2 separate regions of the Zea mays genome follow, and region 2 is linked to region 1. A link is a contact called in public Hi-C data. All regions are on one chromosome and are shown on one strand. Each heading gives the region's core, a stretch centred on a gene start, on an enhancer-like site or on the middle of the called end of the contact. The rest is flanking DNA. Distances are from core to core; before and after follow the strand shown.

Region 1 (6,164 bases), core at 2,041-4,540:
AGACCGGATTAATAAATATCAGTGTCTGAAATCTATATGCTTAAATGTCCAAATTATCGTATTGTTAACATCTGAACGTGATGATTAAAGGTACACTTAACTGCAATGGCAGCAACACATGGATGTACTGTTCCGAACATGAGTTAAACCACCTAATTAAAAGCCTCAAGCAAATTAAAACCGACATATTGACTTGCCATCATGGAACCTTGAACTTCGAAAGTGCTCGAACACTCGTCGGTGGTGCGGGCATCAGGCGCTTCTCCGTGACGTAGGCCTAGAGTCGCTTCTCTATCCCCGTTCATTTACTGCGTCCCAACGAAGCGTTTTCACTAAAAGCGCTCAGAGAAACGGTGCATTTGGCACTGGAAAGCTGCGTCTGGCCGCCAAAAGCCGCCGAGAAGCGGATCCAAACGGGGCCTTAACAGGTGGTAATATTTTTTTTGTACCACCCTTTCCTTGCATTACTGGTCTTACATATTTTGTTATGCATCTAGATATAAAATATGTCCGGATAAGTATTAAACGTCGAGGGTTTCTTTGGAGCAGGAATATTTCAAAGGAATTTATATAGAAATTTCACAGAAATCAGTTTATTTTTATAGGAAAAAAACCCGCAATCCAAAAGAGCCCTCCGTATCTAGAAAAACTAGAACGACATATAAATTGAATCGGAACGGGGGAATACCTGCGATTGTGATGATCCAGCGTATAGTACCTGTGCATATGTAGATACGAACCTTGAGTTTGGTGGAGGAACTGTGGCGTGATGGCACTTTGCGAGTATCTCGCAATTGCACCCAAATGTGCGACATGTCACCCAGTTTACTGAACGAGGCATCTCACAACAGCTAGCCATGATTGGCGTCTTAGTCAGGAATAGGATGCTACTCTTGCCCCTGGTTGTGCATCAGGGAACATACCAGCCCTCAGTGGAATGTTTGAATCTGTTACTGTATCATGATTAATGTTACGTGGAAGCTGCTCGCGCTGCTTCTACTGTGTACTGTCAACTGCGTTGGCGACAAATTGAGATAGCTGATGTGCTGCCTTTAACAGTTACATAGATTCTGTGGCATTCGTGACCTAAAATTTAAATTATTCAAACTACCTGATCTAAAATTTTTGAGTAAGAGTAATCGGAACGTCCACCCCCTAGTTCGTACACGTCCTATCAGCGCTTGTACGGAGCAGCCGCGGCGCTGAAATATCTGTCATCACTGTCTCAGTTGCATATTGTATTGTTTAGCACTTAGCAGGATCACGCCGCACGCGGTGTCGTCAACGAAGTAGCAGACCTGCACGCACAAACAAGCAGTTTGTGGGATGCTTTGACTCAGAATCAAAATTCTTCTAAAACAGTCGAGAGAGGAAAAAAAATAAGACTTAGGGGTGTTTGGTTTCTAGGGACTAATGTTTAGTCCCTAGATTTTATTCCATTTTAGTTCCAAAATTATCAAATATAGAAACTAAAACTTTATTTTAGTTTCTATATTTAGCAATTTATACACTAAAAAGGAATAAAATGAAGGGACTAAACATTAGTCCCTAGAAACCAAACACCCCCTAACCTACTGACAGACATCATGAGGCTATTTTCAGCGACGTCGCTGGTTGCTAGTGATTTGTGAAGCACGACTCGAGGGCGGGACGTGATCACACTAGCGAAGGTGTGTGGTAGGCAAATGAGCCGGTGGAGGGTGGATAGCCAGCGCTGGATGGCCTACGACGTATGGGTCAACGGTTGAACGGCGCGGGTATTAGCGATGCGGTGGCGGAAAACAAAATTGGCAATGTGTTGGCTTAATTAGTGGTGATGTGACAGTGAGAAATAGTATCGAGGGAACCAAAACTTTCCCTATTTATAACTACAAATGAGGGAAGGTTTAAGGCTATAAGGATTAGATTGAGAACCTCGTTTTTCTAAGAGATTTCTATTTTTTAAGGGAAATTAGTTTAGGAAAAATGAAAATTTCTTGAAAAAATGAGGTTATCAAACTAGTCTTACAAAGTTGGAAGAAATTTGGAGAAGTTGTTGGAGGCTATTTTTTTGTTTTTCTTAAGAATTTGAAGTGAGGGAAGACATTAACGGGACATTTGGATCCCTTCATTTTAGAGGAATTGGAATTCACTCACTAAAGTAACTTATTTAGTTTGGAATTTGACATTCCACCACTTTCCAAAGTTCAGATATAAGCCTATCTTAAATTCATGGAGTGGGAGATGGGAAATGATTTTATACAGTAGTAGAATTTGTTTCTACTCTGTAACTTACATAACACTCTTCATCTCACTCCTCTATAGTAAAAATATAGCACATAAATATCTCCGACATCTTACTAATAATAATATACAAATATATTTTATATAAAACCGAATTAGCTTAATTGATACTCCCTCCGTTTCGTTTTAGTTGTCGCTGGATAGTGCAAAATTAAATTATTCAGCGATAATTAAAAAGAAACGGAGGGAGTATATGCCTAAATTATTATTATTAGAATGAAATTCAATTCCAGTGATCTAAACGGGGCGTAAGGGATATCTTTGGAGATGCTCTCTACCATTCTCACGTGATGCACCTGCACGGAACGAATGCGGCAATTAGGGATGAAAACGGTCGAAAACGATCGAAAAAAATATCTAAATTGGTTTTGTTTTCATATTTTTTGGTCGGGACGAAAACGAAAATCAACGGTCAAAATACGGGATCAGAATTGTCGGTTATTCGAAAACAATCGAAAACGATAAACTATAGTCGGAAATATAACTATTCTGTAGTTTTAACAAAAAATATAATAAAGTGATGTATTGCCTAATTTTTAAGATTTAGTACACAAACAACTCTTTTTCATCATCCATATTAGTTAGTGTAATTATAACATTTGTTTTTTGCTTATTCATTCATTTGAACACAACAAAAGTATATAACTTAAATAAATTATATGCTAGATCTATCCCATATTATATAAAACGGTAGAAAACGGTATTAGCGCGACTCGGAAACGAAAAATACGAAAACGATCGAAAAACTAGCTAAATCGTTTTATCGTTTCTAATCGGTTCCCGAACAATTCGAAAAACGATCGGTAAAAAAACAGTATTCGAAACGGGACGGTACGGGAATTTCCCGTCCCGTTTTCATCCCTACGGCAATACGTGGATGCAGCCAATTGTCTGGCCCTACTACTGACAGGTAGACCCACAGAACACAGCTACGCTATTCGGGCCCGGCAGTCAAGTACGCACAAACCCTGCAGTCAACGAAGCTTTTTCTTCATTCCGGAGCAAAAACAGGACAAAAAAACCATTCTCCATGGCTCCATGCTTGGTTTCCCCAACCCCAACAATGCAATCTACGTGAGGCAATCTAGCAATTCCCGAGACCCAGACTTCTACTAGTTCATTGCTGAATCTCATTGGACGCCCCCGATTCGCCCAGCGGCATCGGAGAACAAGTCGCATGGAAGCCCATCCGACCGGCGCCGCCATCCCTTCCCCCATGGCGGCACCACAGCCGCCACCCTCTTCCACCACCACCCCGCCCCCAACCGCTACACCACAGGAGCCAGCCGCCACCGCCGTCACCGCTGTGCGCTCTCCCCAACCCGTGCGTTTCGCATTCCTCGTCGTCGCCGCGCTCATGTCCGCGTCGTGGTTCGTCGAGCCGTTCAGCGCGGCGGCGGCGGCCGACCTCCGCGTGCCGTGGCCCGCTGTCGTGGCCACTCTCGTCTGCTTCACCGCGTTATTCTGCGCATCAGTTCTCCTCTTCGGGTCCTTCTTCATGTTGCGGCCACCGCTCGCCGCCGCCGTCATGGACGCACAGTGGAAGGGGGTCAGGGCCTTCGCCGCCGTCTTCGCCGCGGTGGCGATTGGAGTTGCCGCCTGCCTTGTTGGCGCCAGTGGATCCGCGTATGGTTCTGGCGGTATGCACCAGCTCGTTGCTGAATAGCGTGGTTGCTGGCTAGATACTGTACTACCGTATATCGTGTCCGTACTGTTGCTGTTATCTGCATCATGTGCTGCATTTTGCTCTTGTGTAGTATACTACTATTATGCCACACGTATATCATGTCTGTATTGTTCGTGTAGAGTCTACAGGTATATTGTATGTCATACATAGACTATGCATGCATATATGGTTTGTCTGAGGAAATTATGGAAAAGCTAGAGTAAAATAAAATGTTCTCTTTGATGAGTTCACCATGTGGATTATGGATATTTTTTTTACTTCGATCTGCTATGCAACCAGAGGGATCCATGTTGGGCCCAACTATTTTCAGGGAACCGGATCATTGAAAATTAGGCAGGGTTTTATGGTCGAATCATTTAGGAGGGTACTTAACCATGTTTGAGAAATTGTAATGTTGCTTTTATTTGGCACAATTATCAAATAGGAAAATGAATCTGAGATTGACACAATAAGGATCTGTTCAGTTTCCTGTTTGTTGATTATCTTCATCTCCTCACTAACTACTGATCATACTGATAATTTCATAACTAACCACATTTCTCAAAACATAATTAAAATTAATGTATGTGCAATACTGAGACATCATCTAGAACTTTGGTGCTTGTAACCAGGTTAGTATTGTCTCTTTTCCAATCAGGATATAACTGTACAATCAATACATGGTCTGGCAAAATGAATTGCTCCATTCCAAGATAGTTGCCACTATGGTATTCGTGCTGGTCAAAGTTTTTGAAGTTTGGTTAGATTTGTAGTAAATATTAGCAACATTTGTATCTCCAAATAAGTTTATTATGAAAATAGATTCAAAGTTCTATCTTATGATACTAATTATGTACTGTAAATATTAATATTTTCTTATACATATGTGGTCAAATATAAAAATGGTTGACTCCTCGAAAAGTGAGAATGACTACTGTTTTGGGCCAGGGGGAGCGAGTCATTTGCTGTATGGTGTGCTACTGAAAGTTCTTGTGTTCTAGAAAAAATGGTGTTACTGAAAGTTTGGTAAAGGCTCTGTTTAAACAAAAGGGCAATTCATATAATCTCTTGAATATTTTATCAAACTGCTGAATAAACTAACTGTACATTCATTTGAAGGTTTTTATAAAGGGCCATACTACAGTTCCTAATCATATTTACTATCTTCTTTAATGTATACGATATCTATTGAAGAATTTGTTGGACACATGTATGTGGCTAATTGGTGACTCAGAGGTAGCAGCAGAGCACTCCTATTTGATGAAAAAGAAGAATAAGATCCTTAAAAGAACTGGTTTACAATCCATGTTTTTCCTTAATGCAATAGGAAGGTTTAACTTTACTTTTACTGATTGTACATCAAACAAATGCAGGCGGCTACACATATAGTGCCTAAAGCAACTATTCTGTCGTGGCATTGATTGATTCAGAGAATGGGAGCTCATGTTACACGGTTACACACTGTATTTACTGTTTAGCAAAGTAAGAAAGTTCTGCTAAGAGACACATTTGACACTTTAATGATCTACAACATCATATACGTCATAAGGTATCCATCGCCTTTGGTCCAGCAGAGTATGTTTTTGTAAACAAATGGCAACCAGAGCTTAGCATAATTGACTAGCCTCTACAGAATTATGCATTCATTGAGGGTGTTGACCATTCTGTCTGTATAGCATCAACTTGTGGTACTCTCAGTTGGATTTAGACAGCATTCTATGGATTAGGAATTCAGGATGACGAGATGGGGAGGGGAAAGATGTGGCAGAAGGAATATGGAGTATCGAGATTACCACTTTGTGTTATGAATTATGATACTCTGGTGTTTTTCTCATTGCATTTAATAAGTTTTAATGGCTCACACAATTTAGCTATATAAAGCTCTGTATACTTTGTTTTTGCAGAATAGTATTACTGCATTTGTCACTTGTATCATCAAAATTGAAAACAATGCTTTTCCCCCTATATTTGGTATGCAACACAGTGTTCTGATTATTTTTATTTGTGTTTTATTTTATTTTTTTTCTTTATTTTTCACAATCTCTCTTTTGTAATTGTAACATGTAGAATCTTCTTTGTGTTTTTTACCTTGAGAATCTTCTTTTTGTCTATGCTTTTTAGTTTTTAGTAACTTGCTATTGGCCTGTATATCCATGTGATCTTTACTGATTTGGTCGTCTAATGAGAAAATTTAGTTTTTGATAATAGTGCAGCC
Region 2 (6,164 bases), core at 1,148-3,647, 140 kb before region 1:
TCACAAAGGTCTTACATAGAATTGGTTTCTACTAGCCTACTATGATGGTTGATTGTTTTCTCTACTATGAAGGATGTGAGGTGTGCTAAGGGTTTAGTAATATTCAGTTCGCGCATAGTGTGATGTTACATCCTATTATCAAGCAATGGTATTTTCATGGATAGGGGGTTCGACTTCATTATGCAAATACATCCCCCATCTTCGAAGGGGCATAATTTTGTTTTGGTTGTTATGGGTTACTTTACAAGGTGAACTGATGTGATTTCTTTGAAGAATATGACACATAAGGAGGCAATTGAGTTCATTACTAAGCATATCATACATAGATTCAACACACTGAAACAATAACTACAAATCAAGGAACATCATTTGTATCAATCAGGTATGAAATTTTGTTGAGTTGTATAATATTAAGTTGCTTAATGCATATTTATATTATGCTCAAGCTAATGACCAAACTAATCCAGTAATAAGATTTCAGTCAAGCTCATCAAAAAGAAGATCAAGGGCAATCCAATGAGGTGACATGGAGTTTTGTCTAAAGCTCTATGGGCACATCACATATCAAGAAGTAGTGCCACAAAGATTACTATATTTTGAGTTGGTATACGGGCAATCGACTGTGTTGCTCATCAAGGTAAATTTGGATGCATATAAGCTTGCTAAGGAAAATAATTTATCTACTATATATATTATGTATCATGATTTGATGACAGATAAAAGAATTAAGGCTCTTAAGGATATGGAGAACGACAAAGGTCAAGTTACTCGTGCATACAATAAGATGGTTAAAAGAAAATTGTTTCAAGTTAGAGATTTACTATTGAAACCATACTACCAATTAGGATGAAGAGCAACATGTTTAGTAATTGGTTACCAAGCTACCACGTTCTGGTAGAGTGATTAAAGTGATATTTGGAAATTTATATGTGTTGGAGATGTTGGAAGGTTATCTCCCTAGAGCAATCAATGAAAGATATTTGGAAAATATTTTTAAGTGTTTAGGGAGAAGATTAGAGTGCTCTTCAAACAATGTAAAATGCATATATTGCCCTTAGAACAAATAAGGAGGTTAACTAGCTCATAAATTAGGCATCATTATTATTTAATGTTTTTTATATTTTCAGGTTATTGCAACATTCACATAAAAATAGCTGGACATATGTTGACCAACAAAACTATATAAATATAGAATTTGGGCAATGCTAGTAAGTTCATTGGTTTCTTAAAAAAAGTAGAAAATATTTGGTGCATCATGCAAGGAAGAAACAAGTAAAAGGGGGAAAATGATATATGCCCGAGAAAATCAGCGGGACCGGTTCTGATGCCCACAAACCGATCAGCTCGGTTCCCAAATCTGCCAAGGCGATCCTGCTGCGTTGCCTTGGTCGACCACTCTGTTGGCCCCGAGTAAACAATTTAGGTTGGTTAGGAAACTGACCAAGCTAGTTTTTCCTACCTAGTCCGAGTCAATTTGGTTTTCAAATTAATTTTGAATATACTTTGATGTGAAAAACTTACAAACTATGTTTTGTAGTTGTTTCTGCTGAGATAGGACCACCTCTTTATACATGATAGGACAATCGAATGAAGATTCCAAGTCGGTTCATCAAAAAAATACATCTACTACGTCCTTTTACCCACTTTCCTCTCTACCTTATTGTCTATCATGTCTCCCAATGAGATTTGATTGTGTTATAGGTGTTGTTGCTGATCTTAGAGTAACCTCTACGTGCTCCTCCTTGATAGATGTTCCCGAGAGACATTCGAGAGTCTACCACGTGGAGAACGGGCTCAACATCAGCCTAAACAGTCTCTTACTTGGTTTTACCGATTCGTTGCGTTCTCGTTGCGACCACAATTATTTACAAGTGCTAACATGCTATCCTTTGTTGATATACGATCGAGCCTATCTCAATGTCAACATTAATATATGCATGTTAGATCTAATAACATACTCCCTCCGTCTCATAATATAGTTCTTTCTAGCCTTTTTTCTGTTCACATTCATTTAAATAATGATAGTGAATATAGACATATATGAAAACCGCATTCATATGTTGCTTAATGAATATGTGATTAGTTTAAAATGAAATATATTTTGGGGTGGAGGAAGTAACTATCATAAATTGGAAATATATATCGACGGCCTACAAATATTTTTGGAGTATGGCAGCAAATCTCTCAAATTTACATAACGTCGGTTTGTTTCACTAACACCAAGCAGGAAACGAAGCTCATAGATTCCTAGGCAGGATGTGTGTACTGAAGTCGGAGCCAGACAAGTCAGGTTTCCGTGCACCTTGCGGTACCGATTGATAATGTGCAGATACACATACACCGTTTCAGCATTTGGACTCCACATGTGCTAACTTGTATATACTGCAATTGTATTTGCGTCATGTGCAGTTCCCGGTGACCCGCGTCGTCGTCGTCGTCGTTCCCTCGTCAAGTTTTATTCTGGTGAAGTCGTCTCCAATTTCCCTGCCCTTTCCCACCCCACCAAGTGCCACAGCAGCTTCCACAGGCGCGCGGTTCATCCCTGCGCTCCTATATAAGAAGGTACGGTGAAGCAACTTCCGGCACCACCTCACCAGCTCTGCACACTCTCTACTCGACAATCCTCTCTAGCTCGGCCGTAACAATGGAGCTTCCAACATGGGCGTCCTTCCTCGGCGTGGTGCTCGCCACCGTGATGCTTCTGAAGGCCATCCTCGGCCGCCGCAGCCGCCGCGTGTACAACCTCCCGCCGGGTCCCAAGCCGTGGCCGATCATCGGCAACCTCGATCTTGTGGGCGCGCTCCCGCACCGCTCCATCCACGAGTTGTCCAGGAAGTACGGCCCGCTGATGCAGCTCCGGTTCGGGTCGTTCCCCGTGGTGGTCGGCTCGTCGGTGGACATGGCCAAGTTCTTCCTCAAGACCCACGACGTGGTGTTCACGGACCGGCCAAAGACGGCCGCCGGCAAGTACACCACCTACAACTACCGCGACATCACCTGGTCCCCCTACGGCGCGTACTGGCGGCAGGCGCGCAAGATGTGCCTCACCGAGCTCTTCAGCGCCAAGCGGCTCGAGTCGTACGAGTACATCCGCGCCGCCGAGGTGCGCGTGCTGCTGCGCGACCTGCACTCCGCGTCCGGCTCCGGCCGCGCCGTCATGCTCAAGGACTACCTGTCCACGGTGAGCCTGAACGTGATCACGCGCATGGTGCTCGGCAAGAAGTACCTGGACAGGGAGGAGGCGGCCGCCGGGGCCGTGACCACCCCCGAGGAGTTCAAGTGGATGCTCGACGAGCTGTTCCTGCTCAACGGCGTGCTCAACATCGGCGACTCCATCCCCTGGCTCGACTGGATGGACCTGCAGGGGTACATCAAGAGGATGAAGAAGCTCAGCAAGATGTTCGACCGGTTCCTGGAGCACGTCGTCGAGGAGCACCACCAGCGGCGGCTGAGCGAGGGCAAGGGCTTCGTCGCCAAGGACATGGTCGACGTGCTGCTGCAGATCGCCGACGACCCTACACTTGAGGTTGAGCTGGACAGGGAAAGCGTCAAGGCTTTTACTCAGGTGAGTCTCTCTTCTCTCCCCAGCTGCAGTAGGATTCTGTTGCTCAGAAGTCAGAACTGATCAGAAGCTGTCGGATTCTGTATCTATCTCGCTATTAATTACTTTTGTACAACAACTCTGAACTGCAAACATCACGTTGCCGACAACTAATCAGCTAGTCAAACAGCCTTAAAAAAATCAATTTAAAAAATCCAAAACCAAGTGCTTTAACGAACTCAGATTTTGCTTTTTCCATCTTGAGTTCATGACCAGTGCAAGAATCTCTCTTGACCCGCCCTCTGGAATGGCACGTGCTGACGTGCAGGACCTCATCGCCGGTGGCACGGAGAGCTCGGCGGTCACAGTGGAGTGGGCCATCTCGGAGCTCCTGAAGAAGCCCGAGGTGATCGCTAAGGCGACGGAGGAGCTGGACCGCGTCATCGGCCGCGGCCGCTGGGTGACAGAGAAGGACATCCCCAGCCTCCCCTACGTGGACGCAATCGTCAAGGAGACGATGCGCCTGCACCCGGTGGCACCCATGCTGGTTCCCCGCCTGTCGCGCGAGGACACGGCCGTGGCCGGCTACGACATCCCGGCCGGCACGCGCGTGCTCGTCAGCGTCTGGTCCATCGGGCGCGACCCCGCGCTGTGGGACGCGCCGGAGGAGTTCATGCCGGAGCGGTTCCTTGGCAGCAGGCTGGACGTGAAGGGGCAGGACTACGAGCTGCTGCCGTTCGGGTCCGGGCGGCGGATGTGCCCTGGGTACAGCCTCGGCCTCAAGGTCATCCAGGTGAGCCTCGCTAACCTGCTGCACGGCTTCGCGTGGAGCCTCCCCGACGGCGTGACCATGGAGGAGCTCAGCATGGAGGAGATCTTTGGCCTGTCCACGCCGCGCAAGTTCCCGCTCGAGGCCGTCGTTCAGCCCAAGCTGCCGGCGCACCTCTACGCCGAGCCTTGATCGATGTGTGAGTGGTTGTGCAGCGCAGTCACCATTTTTGGCGTTGCTGTCCACTGTTCAGTGCGCGTGTGCTAGCTTGCGTCATGCGCTGCGTTGTGACACTATAGTTATAGTGGAATAATGGTGTAATCAATTTTATATTATACTATACGTTTATACAACCTAGATAAAATACTCCTACTTTTCTCAGATCGAGCATATCTCTACTACAAAGACGGAAGTGTCTATCACATTCCTAGGGGCGGGCGTTCGGGTTACTCGAAATTCTCGGGTCGGGTAATTCGGGTTTTTAAAATTTCGGGTTTTGAAAATCGATACCCAAAACTACAACGGGTTTTGCAATACCCGAAATTTCGGGTACCCAAAATTTCGGGTTCGGGTATTCTCGAACTACCCGAACTATTGTATCAGCTTCATAAAAACACATACACCCTATTAAATTAGTATAAAAATATAGTTTGAATAATGATATACATGGACATATAAAACACAAGCAATCTACAATCACAAGTTATGCACACATACACATAATTATAAATGTATAAATTAAAAATTAACCATAACATGAGTACATGACATATGAAAGTTTCGGTAATTCGGGTATTTCGGATACCCGATTGTGATACCCGAATTACCCGAACTAAATTCGGGTTTTACAAGTTGCTACCCGAAATCCCTAAACAAAATTTGGGTTCGGGTATTTTAGGTTCGGATTCGAATATTACGAGTTCGGGTTTCGGATTTTTTACCCAGCCCTACCCATTCCTATCTACTAGAGGTAGTTTTCGTCCAACATCCAGACTTTCTTCTCTTCCTCCGTCCCCAGCAACCGACCCCGCCCAATGTCTCGAGAAAAGTTTTTTTTTAAAAAAAAAACGAACGCCAACGCCACTTGAGTCTTGACACCGACCAGGCGAGTAGGCGACCACGCCCGCGCCTCCCGACCCGGCGTCGCGTCACTCCCCACACGCATCTCGTCCCTTCTCTGCCGCATAGACCCCGCCCAGCAGAGCTCGCTCCGGCGCCCTGCGAGCAACGACTGCGGCCCCGCCAACTCCTCGGGCCTCGCCGCTGCCGCCGTGTCAACCTGGCCCGCTCCCTCCAGCCGGTGGGTGAGGAGCGGCTGTAGCCCTGCAGGAACCCCCGGCAAGGACATGGACAAGCCACCGCCCCAATTCGCCTTCTATCACCTCATCCCTGCCCTCACCTTCTCATGCCTCTCCATGTATACTTTTTACTTTTTTTGTTCTAAATATATAAAGCATTATTCTCTCTGTGTGTGCAATTGCCCCTGCTCGGCTTCTCTGTTTGGACACTAGATGATAGATGATGTGCTCCTGCCTCCTAATAAATGCGTATGGTATGAGTCGACATTGTTTTGTACTATTAGAAGATGAGGCATGAATTTTAGCTGAAATCAGTGTCCTATCAAAATACAGAGTGCAAGATTGAGTTAATGACACTTCCAATGCTGATTAAAACTAATTTATGTTCCTATTTTTTCCCTTTAAAAACAAATGTAGGTCTAACTAACTTGATGGAATGGACTCATTAGTATATACTGATTACTGAGAAGAGTTCTCCGTTTAATTAATTTTGGCTGTCAAAATCGTTTTCTTTGTTCGACGCGGTGCTGCCCTGTTGGTCGGCAACACCAAAGTA

What was found. Hi-C and Micro-C count contacts between places; a contact is called where the count stands out from the background.
Region 2: a contact with region 1 is called in a Hi-C map of leaf, with 7 times the contacts expected there. The contact joins the promoter of LOC103632819 here to the promoter of LOC100381761 in region 1. A contact is called at or near these places in 3 of 25 Hi-C or Micro-C datasets (ear, leaf and tassel).

Annotation. Positions count from the first base shown.
Region 1 is chr7:127,094,671-127,100,834 of Zm-B73-REFERENCE-NAM-5.0, forward strand. It overlaps LOC100381761, which reads left to right and starts at 3,291. Exons shown (of 2, transcript NM_001174563.1): 1 at 3,291-3,923; 2 at 5,323-5,948. The coding sequence starts at 3,461. The coding sequence ends at 5,345.
Region 2 is chr7:126,954,137-126,960,300 of Zm-B73-REFERENCE-NAM-5.0, forward strand. LOC103632819 (trimethyltridecatetraene synthase-like) reads left to right here and starts at 2,398. Exons shown (of 2, transcript XM_008654552.4): 1 at 2,398-3,565; 2 at 3,870-4,691. The coding sequence starts at 2,645. The coding sequence ends at 4,502.